2 separate regions of the Mus musculus genome follow, and region 1 is linked to region 2. The links are chromatin contacts, called in public Hi-C maps. All regions are on one chromosome and are shown on one strand. Each heading gives the region's core, a stretch centred on a gene start, on an enhancer-like site or on the middle of the called end of the contact. The rest is flanking DNA. Distances are from core to core; before and after follow the strand shown.

Region 1 (4,395 bases), core at 725-3,224, 37 kb before region 2:
ATGGTGGTAATCAAGTTTTTCCATTCTACCAAACTGCAAGAAATTGCATACTGTCAACAGTAGCTGAGAGAATTCACTCATGAATTCTTCACGAGTAACTTTTAGATCGAGGCCACAAATCAGCAAGTTGTAACCCTGTGAATAACAACGGAAGCAGCTGAGAAGTGAAGAATCCAGTCAGGTTGTGCCTGAGTTATTGATCCACTGAAACCAAATTTTAAAAACATGGGGAAATTTTGTTATTTGTAGGTAACCAATATCTCCTCTGTATCTTCAATTAAGAGATGATACATTCTAAAGGGAGGGGAGCAGACGCTCTTGTCTTGTTACAAATATCTTGGATATCTTGAGAAGTGCTGGGAACCTAGTAGGTAATTATATTTGCTGGGTGAATGAGTCATGTACTTAAGGACTGATACCTTCTTTATCTAACAGAATTCTAGCTATTAAAATACAGCAACACACTATAGTCCAATACAACAATATGCCTCTCCATCTTTTTTATAAAAACACTGGTAAATTGTAAATGATTATCTAAAGACAAGTGTGATAACTCCATAACACTGTCCAGCTATTTATATTTGTGTTAGGCCCCTTTGTGTTTGTCAATAAACACTTACTAATTTACTTTCCAAATTAGATGTAGGAAAGTGAAAAACATTACAAGATGCTTTCATATTAACATTTGTGTTTAGTCTCTGGTGATTCAGCTTAGCAACTACACCTTATTCGATGACAGGGAACAAGAGAGGTGAGATCAGTAATTAAAATTGCCCTTACTCCTTGACTTTCTATCCATTTTTATATCTAAATTCAGAATATCTAGCTCTTGGCCTAAAGTCCCAGCCTAGGGTCAGATTTTGGAGTAGCAGAAATACCTCCAGGCCAGAGAGTCAGGGAGCTCTCTTGTGGCTTTGTGGAGTCTTCTATGAAGCAGATGTGCTAGCTACAGAATTTCAAGCTGTCCATCTCTTTGGCATCCGACACGGGTTTCTGTCGTCGTTGTTAGTGGTGGTCATGGTCTCTTCTTACTTCAGAAAACACATTACTTAGACAAACTGGAAGGGGTTATAGATTTAAACTTATCTGTGTAAAGTGGAATACACAGAGCTCCAAATGGAGAGGCAGAAAAGGCTGATGACTATGTGGTAGTGAGAGGTGAATTTAAGTTATGTGTAATGGGATCCACAGGCATGAGAAGTGGTCGCCCAATAACTTTTTATATTCTCATGCCTCTTAGAACACATTTGCTTACTCCAGTTCTCAGATATCTAGCCTAAACACTGAAAGAGATCCTTGCTTGGGGTTAGGCTGGGCAGAGAACAGTTGAGGAATCCAGGGGCTATTTTTGTGGCACCCTCACTGACTTCTCTCATATTAAAAACAAAGTAATGTTCTAACTTCAGAGGCTAGACTCCATTACATGTAGCTGTTGTTCCCATGCATATAAACCAAGTTCCTTTTAGTGAGAACAGCCCTGAGGTACAAAGGCAGCAGGCAAAATAGAACCAAACTGTGTTGAGAATCTAGGGAATAGGGCGACAGTCTATTATATTGTTCAACTAAAACCAAACTTTATTATATATGGCATTAGATTAGATCCATTATCCCAATTATTCTTCTTATTAGTAATTGAGTGAGAGTTTCCAGTATTACTAATCCCACCCAGGAATCTTACTATATAAGAATAAATATGTTTATAGTACACACACACACACACACACACACACACACACACACACACACACACACGTTTGTATATAGTGGTTTGGCCAAAGAGTGAAAGTGGTTTTTGCATCCATTACCCACTCAGTAGAACTCATGTCAGTAGGATGTGAGATGCCATTGGCAGCTGGTACGTTTATCTGTAATGATATGAACGCCTTCCTGAGGACTCCTTAGAAACGTTGAGTTATGTAGGAGGCATTGTCAGGAGCTAAAGTTCTGCTGAGCATTAGTAAGGAGCAAGTGTTAGTAACCCAGGGTAGTGAGACCACATTTGCTACTGCATTCCAATGTCCTGGAGGCCCCGTAGAAACTCAGGTTACATATTAAAACTTTAGTTCTTTGTGAGCGACAACTGGTGACATTCTTTCTTTTTCCTGTCAGCTGTCTTTAGACTTACCCCCTAGCTTCTCCTCTACAGAAGCCATCAGCTAGGATTTCTATCTTGGCCATGGCTCTGGGTGAACCAAGTATTTTTTTTTTTAATTGAAAGTAGATTTTTTTCTCTGATTATGGCTTCCCCTCCCTCTACCCCCCATTCCTTCCCATTTCTCCTTGTATCCTGGTCCACTCACTCTCTGTCTCTAATTAGAAAAGAACAGGCTTCTAAGAGATAATAGTAAAATATAAAAGTGGTATAAAAAGATAAAACAAAAACCATCACATCAAAAATTGGACAAGACAAACCAAAGGAAGGGAAAGAGCCCAAGAAAAGGCACAAGAATCAGAGACCCACTTGTTCACAGTCAGGAATTCCATAAAAACAGTAAACTGGAAGCCATGATCGACATGCAGAGAGCATGGTGCAGCCTGGTGCAAGCCCTGTGCATGCTGCCACAGAGTCTGTGAGTTCCTATGAGCTTTGTTCATGTTGATTTCGAAGGCCTTGTTTTCTTGGTGGCCTTTATTTCCTCTGACTCTTACACCCTTTCTGTCTCTTCTTCCTCTGGGGTGAACCAAGTGTGTTTAATATTTGATTTTCTTCCCCCTCCCAAAGCAACAACCAAGTCTGTCTATTCTAAAGAACATCTGATGGAATAGTTGAAACAGACCCCCCCCCACAGTCCACTTTGGGGTAATCCAAAGGAGGGAAATGTTGCTCTTCACAAGTGTGGTAGGAAAATGCTGCGTGCAGGCAGCCTAACCCTCTACACCAGCAGCAAGTGGCTCTCCCTCCCACCTGTCTCCCCAGCTTGGCCCTGACCTTCAAGAGCAAGACTGGAAAACTTTCTAGTTAATGTTTAAAACAAAAACTTGTTAATGGAGAGAAATTCCCTGCAAAGCACAGAGGCCTTTATGCTGTGACCTGTCCTGTGTTTCTCTTGGCAGAATCTATTAGATGGGTTATCTCAAACATGCCAGTTTTCTCTGTGAGAGGGAGTTTCAGTTCCAGCTTCAGGAAAGAATGCTATCACCATTTATGTCTTGAAAGGAAGTGTTCAGAGAAGAACTGGGTACATAAAGTTAGGGAACCCAGACACTGGTGTGGGTCATAGGCTTTTTGAACATGAGCCAGCTACAAGGCTGGCCTTGAAGTGGATCCTTAGAACACGTCGATGTTCACAATGGACTCCATCACTGTGGTTTGGAGGCAGGCTCCCTGTCTGACCTTTTATGATAAGGCAATTATTAACTAGTAGGAACCTCGCTGTGGGAATGTTTTGGAATTTTGGTTAAGTGTGAAATTAACAAGAGCACCAAAAGAAGAAAGTGAACATTAGTTTTCCTGCCTGTGTTCTGTAGGAGAAGCAGTGAGAAGGGCTTGGGAATGGAGGAAAATGTCTAAGGGTGCCCCCCTCACAGCATAGAGTATCCTAGCTGAGCCTTGGAGTAAATCTTCCTTTTCCCAGACTGCTAGGTGTCGGGAAGGAGTCTCTTTCAGGCTAATAAATAACAGAGCATGGCGAGGCTTTACACTATAGGTGGACAAATGAATGGCACTAGAGGACTGTTACCTATAGGTTATGTTCTTTTACAGACACTGGAGAGTAACTGCCTAAGATCTAATTGTGTCTCAAGGATAATGGAAAAAATAGACTATTTTTCTGTTACTGATATAGTATACATGATTAGAGGAGTGGTTGTTTAATGGATGACTCTGCTGTCATGACACATGCCTAGCACTGAGAAGCTTGGGTGCTCTGGGCAGTGGTTACATAGCCAATAGACATGTCTCAATGACATTTAACTTTATAAAACAAAAGGATGTTGCCTTGGTATTCAAGCTGCAGTTTTTCCCCATTCTCCATTGCTGCCTCTTGTCCTGGTCTGTCTCTTCCTGTTACCACTGGAGAATTTAACAGTAGAAAGACATCAACTACATTAGAGAAGCTCCATTTCCAAGTGATAACATTACTTCTTCCTGCCTTAGGATAGCTCTTTATATTCCATACATGCACCCCTCCCAACATAATCACCTTCCAAGTTCTAAATGAAGAGAATAAGACATTACTTTATCATCTATCTGGATTTTTGTTACTGGATACTTGAACAGCCCTGCATGAGAACTTTCCTATGTCTTCCACATTCGATTTTGAGGCTTTAGGGAGCATGGATGCCACTTTTAGGTGTTTTATGGGTTAAAAGATGTGATGATCCATCGTTCCACAGGGAACAATAATTGGGCCACCTTGGACTAAACTGATGTGTGAGTCTCAGGATGGTATAGAA
Region 2 (4,504 bases), core at 1,338-3,837:
TTTATTTTTAAATTTTGAGATTTCAGAGTATTAGTCATCTTGATTAATGTGAGACGTTCTTTTGCTTCAAAACTGGAACTCTTATGCACTCTGAAAACTCCAAAACCCATGCAAATTGCCTGATGTCATGGTTTTCTTCTTTCTTTCTTTTCTTTTTTTATTGTATTGAATATTTTCTTTATTTACATTTCTCCGATAGTCTGTGTGTCCCATAAAAATCTTTCAAGCCCTATAAATTTACAATATGATTTTATTCTAGTCTCTTCTAGTGAATGACTATGAAAAACCAGTATGTTCCCAATACCTATACATGATATAATATTACATAGTGCAGGTAAAGAAAACAAGTTATTCCCAAGCACACCCACATAGATTCAAGAAAGGTTTAATTATTTTATTATTTATCTTTAAAAGTAATCCCATAAGAATCTTAAATGAATCACAAATCTAAACTTTTATATAAAAAATTTGTCATATCTACTTTAAATCCCCAGAATGCACATCGTCACATCAGAAATTCTTATTAAACCACATCAGGAAGCTGAGCATAAAAATGGGTATAAGAAATCAACCATCAGCAGTCCAGCCTCAGTGAGACACGTTCCCCAGTGCTGCCATTGTTCTTGTTCCCTGACCATAAATGTTCCTTGCTTAACTAATAAGAGTGTGCCTTTCTGAACTTCAAATTGTTCCCTAAGATTTTCTATATCAGAGTCTGTAGCAGAAACATCATAACCTAACTTCACTAACAAGTTTATTTTTCCAAATGCTTTCTAAGGGTGGTGGTCATTGTTGATGATCTATATCTCTCAGTTCTTCTCTAGGGTGGTGATTGAATCATTAATCTGCTCCAGCAGCAATGACTGAAAGAGATCAAGCACTATTACTGTGAATGCCAGAGATGCTGCCCAGTTAGGGGCTGGAAGCCCCCTTAGAGTTTTCATACAATTCTCAGATTAACAGGGGTGTGAGGGCAGCAAGCAGAGCAGAACTCCATAGCAGTGTGAAGTCCTCAGGACACGTGGTCCTTGGGGTCATGCTTCAACCGTGGCTCACCCGTGTGCCTGTGCTAGCCAGTGGGCTGCATTCCATGAGTTCCAAAGCCAGTTGTCATTCCCTCTGTATGGCCCTTGGCAGGAAAGAAAGTCTGTTAATGAAAGTCTCACATTAATGTTTTACCCTTAGGTTAGGCCCTGGGTGGAGTCAAGCTGCCTCAAAATCTGAGCCCATGATTCTGATGTATGATGTATGATTCTGGGTATGATGATGGGAAATCACACCCAGAGGGATTTGCTTTCCTTTCCTTTGTATCTTCATGAAGAGAAGAGGGCTGAAGAAAAGCAAGCAAGACAAGAGAGGAATCCCAGAGAGGAAAAGGGGGGCTTTTTCTCCAGGGAGGTTCTGGCAGTGCAATGTGAGGTGAAGCATCTCAAGAGTTGACCCTGGAAGACAAAAGCTTGCTCTAATCGCCTAATGAAGTTCTTCAGTGGAAAGTCATGCTGCTGTCCTGTCCACCTGGTGATCTGCCCTCTTTCTTTCAGAAATATGGATATAAGTTGTAGACAATATAATAATTTTTTTTCAAAGTAAGGAAAGGGGAAAAGCCCAAACCAAAAGAGGCCCCAGGCATTCTCAGTTTCAATACTTTGCTTTCATTGCCTAGGTCTATTTCAAATATATCCCTAATATAATCCACGTTATGGATGAGTCTACTCTATAGAAAGCACAGTGCAATCTATTTGGGTTTATAGAAGAATAAACATAGTATTTTTCCCCTACGTGATGTACACAGAGTTCTGGGAATAGCTTATATACGTCAGACACTATTGAGCAGCTCAACCCTGCTGAATCATTTAGCAAGGTACACTCGAGTTTTGATGACTGTGAACTGTATATTGCCAATACGGGAACTTAGTTATCTCTCAGAGTATATATAACCTTAGAGTCCTAATAGGAAATAGAAGGCATATTTGAGATAAAAAATTATTAAAGGGATTAGTTCTAGAAGGGCAGCCAAGATTTAGAAAAGGCATAAAGGGGTGGTATTAAAAACTTGCAAGCTAGCAATAGTATAAGCTGTTAGTAGCCTTGGCCTGAAGATGCACACAAAGGAAATATATCTGAACCTGCAGAAAAAGCAAGCACAAGACAGCAACAGTATTCCATGAAGGAAATGATCTACTCTAGTGACCTTTGAACCCCAGGCTGTGCCATATTTTTGAAACCAATAAGACATCAAGTGTAGTGGACCACCACTGAAAGCCCATAGCATAGGGTGCAGGATCAGGCAGAGAGCACTCATGGAGCATGTAAGTTCCTGCTGGGGTCTCTGCTCACTGGCTGTCTTTCTGGCACCTCCTTTCAGTTACTGAGTGCCCACTGGTCACACTGGCTAGACTATTTTTTTCTTTTCTTTTCTTTTTTTTTTTTTAATTCTTGTCTGAGACACATGCAGTAAGTGGAGAAAAATGTAAGCAGCCCTTTCTTTGGGTCTCTAAGTGGCTCGCGTTAATTATTAAACTTGCCCTGTGGTCATTTGTGAACTTTCACTCTGGTGCACGTTTAGCCAGGACACAAGCGAGTTAGGTGAGTTCCAGTCCAACAGGAAGTGAGCTACCTGCATCTTAGCTAGCTAGCTAGCTAGCTGCAGGCTGGCCTGTCACCGAATAACGCGGCTTCGTTTAGAAGGGGACGGTTTCTCTCATTTGAGGCACAAGGCTGACACAGCATCAGGTACTGTTTGATTCAGAAAAAGACTTCCTTTTCTAGCGCTGCATCTCCCACTGTCATTGCAGTAAGCAAAAGGAAGTGGGAGTGGGAGGTCCACAGTAAGAGCACGGAAACTTGTCTTTTAGGCTCCCAGAGGAGGGGATGCTGAGAGAAGAGGGATGCGGGAGGGGCAGAAGAAAGAGAACGCAGACAGGAAGAGGACTAAACTCAATGCACAGTGCACGTCTCTGTGGCTGAAACATTCCCCTTAAAAGAAACTGGACACTGTGTTGATCACCAGGAAGGATGAGCAGACTTGAATGAATCCCCACCCAGCAAAGTGACATTTATGGTTCATATGACTGTTTTGTTTTGGAGGAAAAAAAATAGGTATTTCTGAACTTCAAGTTTATTGGAGCTCATTGTGGGGTGCTTATTTCTGTTGTTCTAAGTGGGGTGTTATTATGCTTGCTCTAAGCATGGGGCCGGACATTAAGATGAATTATTATAAAATAGTATGCCCAGATTGGCCTGCACACCTGGCAGAACATGCAAGCTGGGTCCCGTGCCTTTGGGCTAGGTATGGAATCCTCGCTCCTGTTGTGCTTTTGTAGGACATGCACTTTTGAACGCTGGATGTTTGTAAATTGAATTCAATTACAAATAGACTGAAGGGTGTAGGAAATTTTACAAGGTAAAAGGACACCTGGTAACATCAACACTCCTTTCAAACCTCAAAAGACTCCACGCCTCCTCTTTGCTGGGGACTAAGGACAGACTTTTATTTCCCCTGGCTTCCAGTACAATGTTCAGCATCTATTGGGTATGTAATAAACTTTCCCAGTCCTGAACTAAATAGAAGTTATTATCTCTTTTGGGCCATCTTAAACAGGACACACCTGTATGATAAATTCACTACAATTGGGCAGGCAGACATTGCTAGACATTCTTGTCGTGAAACTACTGGGGCGTTCTGAAACGGTTGTAACTGCTACCACATTGAGTGTTTTTGTAGAAATTTACATTAACGTATATGTAATGATATGGACTTATTCATTACGGTTTTCAAACTTTCAGAGACCCTCAGAGCTAGAGTTTTAGGAATATTTGTCTATTCACTTCTGCCTGGTGTTAGAGAGGAACTCTCAGCCTTCATAGGGCCAGGCTATGTGAATTCTGTTTCCTTCAGCATGGAGAAAAAGCCATTTATTCTAGATCTGTAAAATCAGATGTGTGGTATTTAAAAATGTATCAAAGAATTAAGTCTTTGAATACTATATCAGGCCCTTATATTATGACCTGTATGGAAATGGATAACTGGTCTCTGGACTGTTTCAGAGTGATCTCTAGAGGCAAGGCTGGCATGACAGCACACAGATAGTATCTGGCTTCGGCTCCTAGGGTGTGAACGGGAAATTTGAGAGAGACTACTGAGGAAAGATTTACTGGAGAACAAGCTGATAAAGCCATGAGAGATTTAATGGCCGAGGTAGAGATCAGCGGATAGAAGCCTTGCTTGATTGCTAACAAGAAATACAATGTGTCTATCATGTAGGGTTCAAATCTGACCATCATAGGAAGGGAAGCTGGGGTATGAGAAAGCAACATGGAACCCTGACTGGTTACCAGTGCCCAGATAACTAAAAGTTATTCTTAAGATTACCTTTTTTGCACAATGGTGAATTGGTTTAAACATGCATTAAATAGCTATTGAGACAAGATGAGTGAGCGGTGGTTTTCTATAATGTTTCTTGTATGCTGATTCTCTTCTGAGCCTAGAAAGATAGTAGGTGCC

What was found. Hi-C and Micro-C count contacts between places; a contact is called where the count stands out from the background.
Region 1: a contact with region 2 is called in a Hi-C map of liver, with 2.3 times the contacts expected there. The contact joins the enhancer-like site here to the promoter of Pkhd1 in region 2. A contact is called at or near these places in 10 of 39 promoter capture datasets (cranial neural crest, embryonic stem cells, liver and 4 more), 5 of 484 Hi-C or Micro-C datasets (liver, muscle stem cells, myocytes and 1 more) and 1 of 115 datasets of contacts at active chromatin or transcription factors (embryonic stem cells).

What each region holds. Positions count from the first base shown.
Region 1 is chr1:20,652,895-20,657,289 of GRCm38.p6, reverse strand. No RefSeq gene overlaps it. Among named protein-coding and RNA genes, the nearest start is that of Lincmd1, 15 kb to the left of the region's middle. Within about 2 kb of position 1,974, at least 6 of the 459 cell types and tissues checked have an H3K27ac peak or open chromatin away from gene starts, as enhancers often do. A contact at or near this core is called in liver, muscle stem cells and myocytes, where this site is marked.
Region 2 is chr1:20,616,140-20,620,643 of GRCm38.p6, reverse strand. Pkhd1 (polycystic kidney and hepatic disease 1) reads left to right here and starts at 2,587. Exons shown (of 67, transcript NM_153179.3): 1 at 2,587-2,733.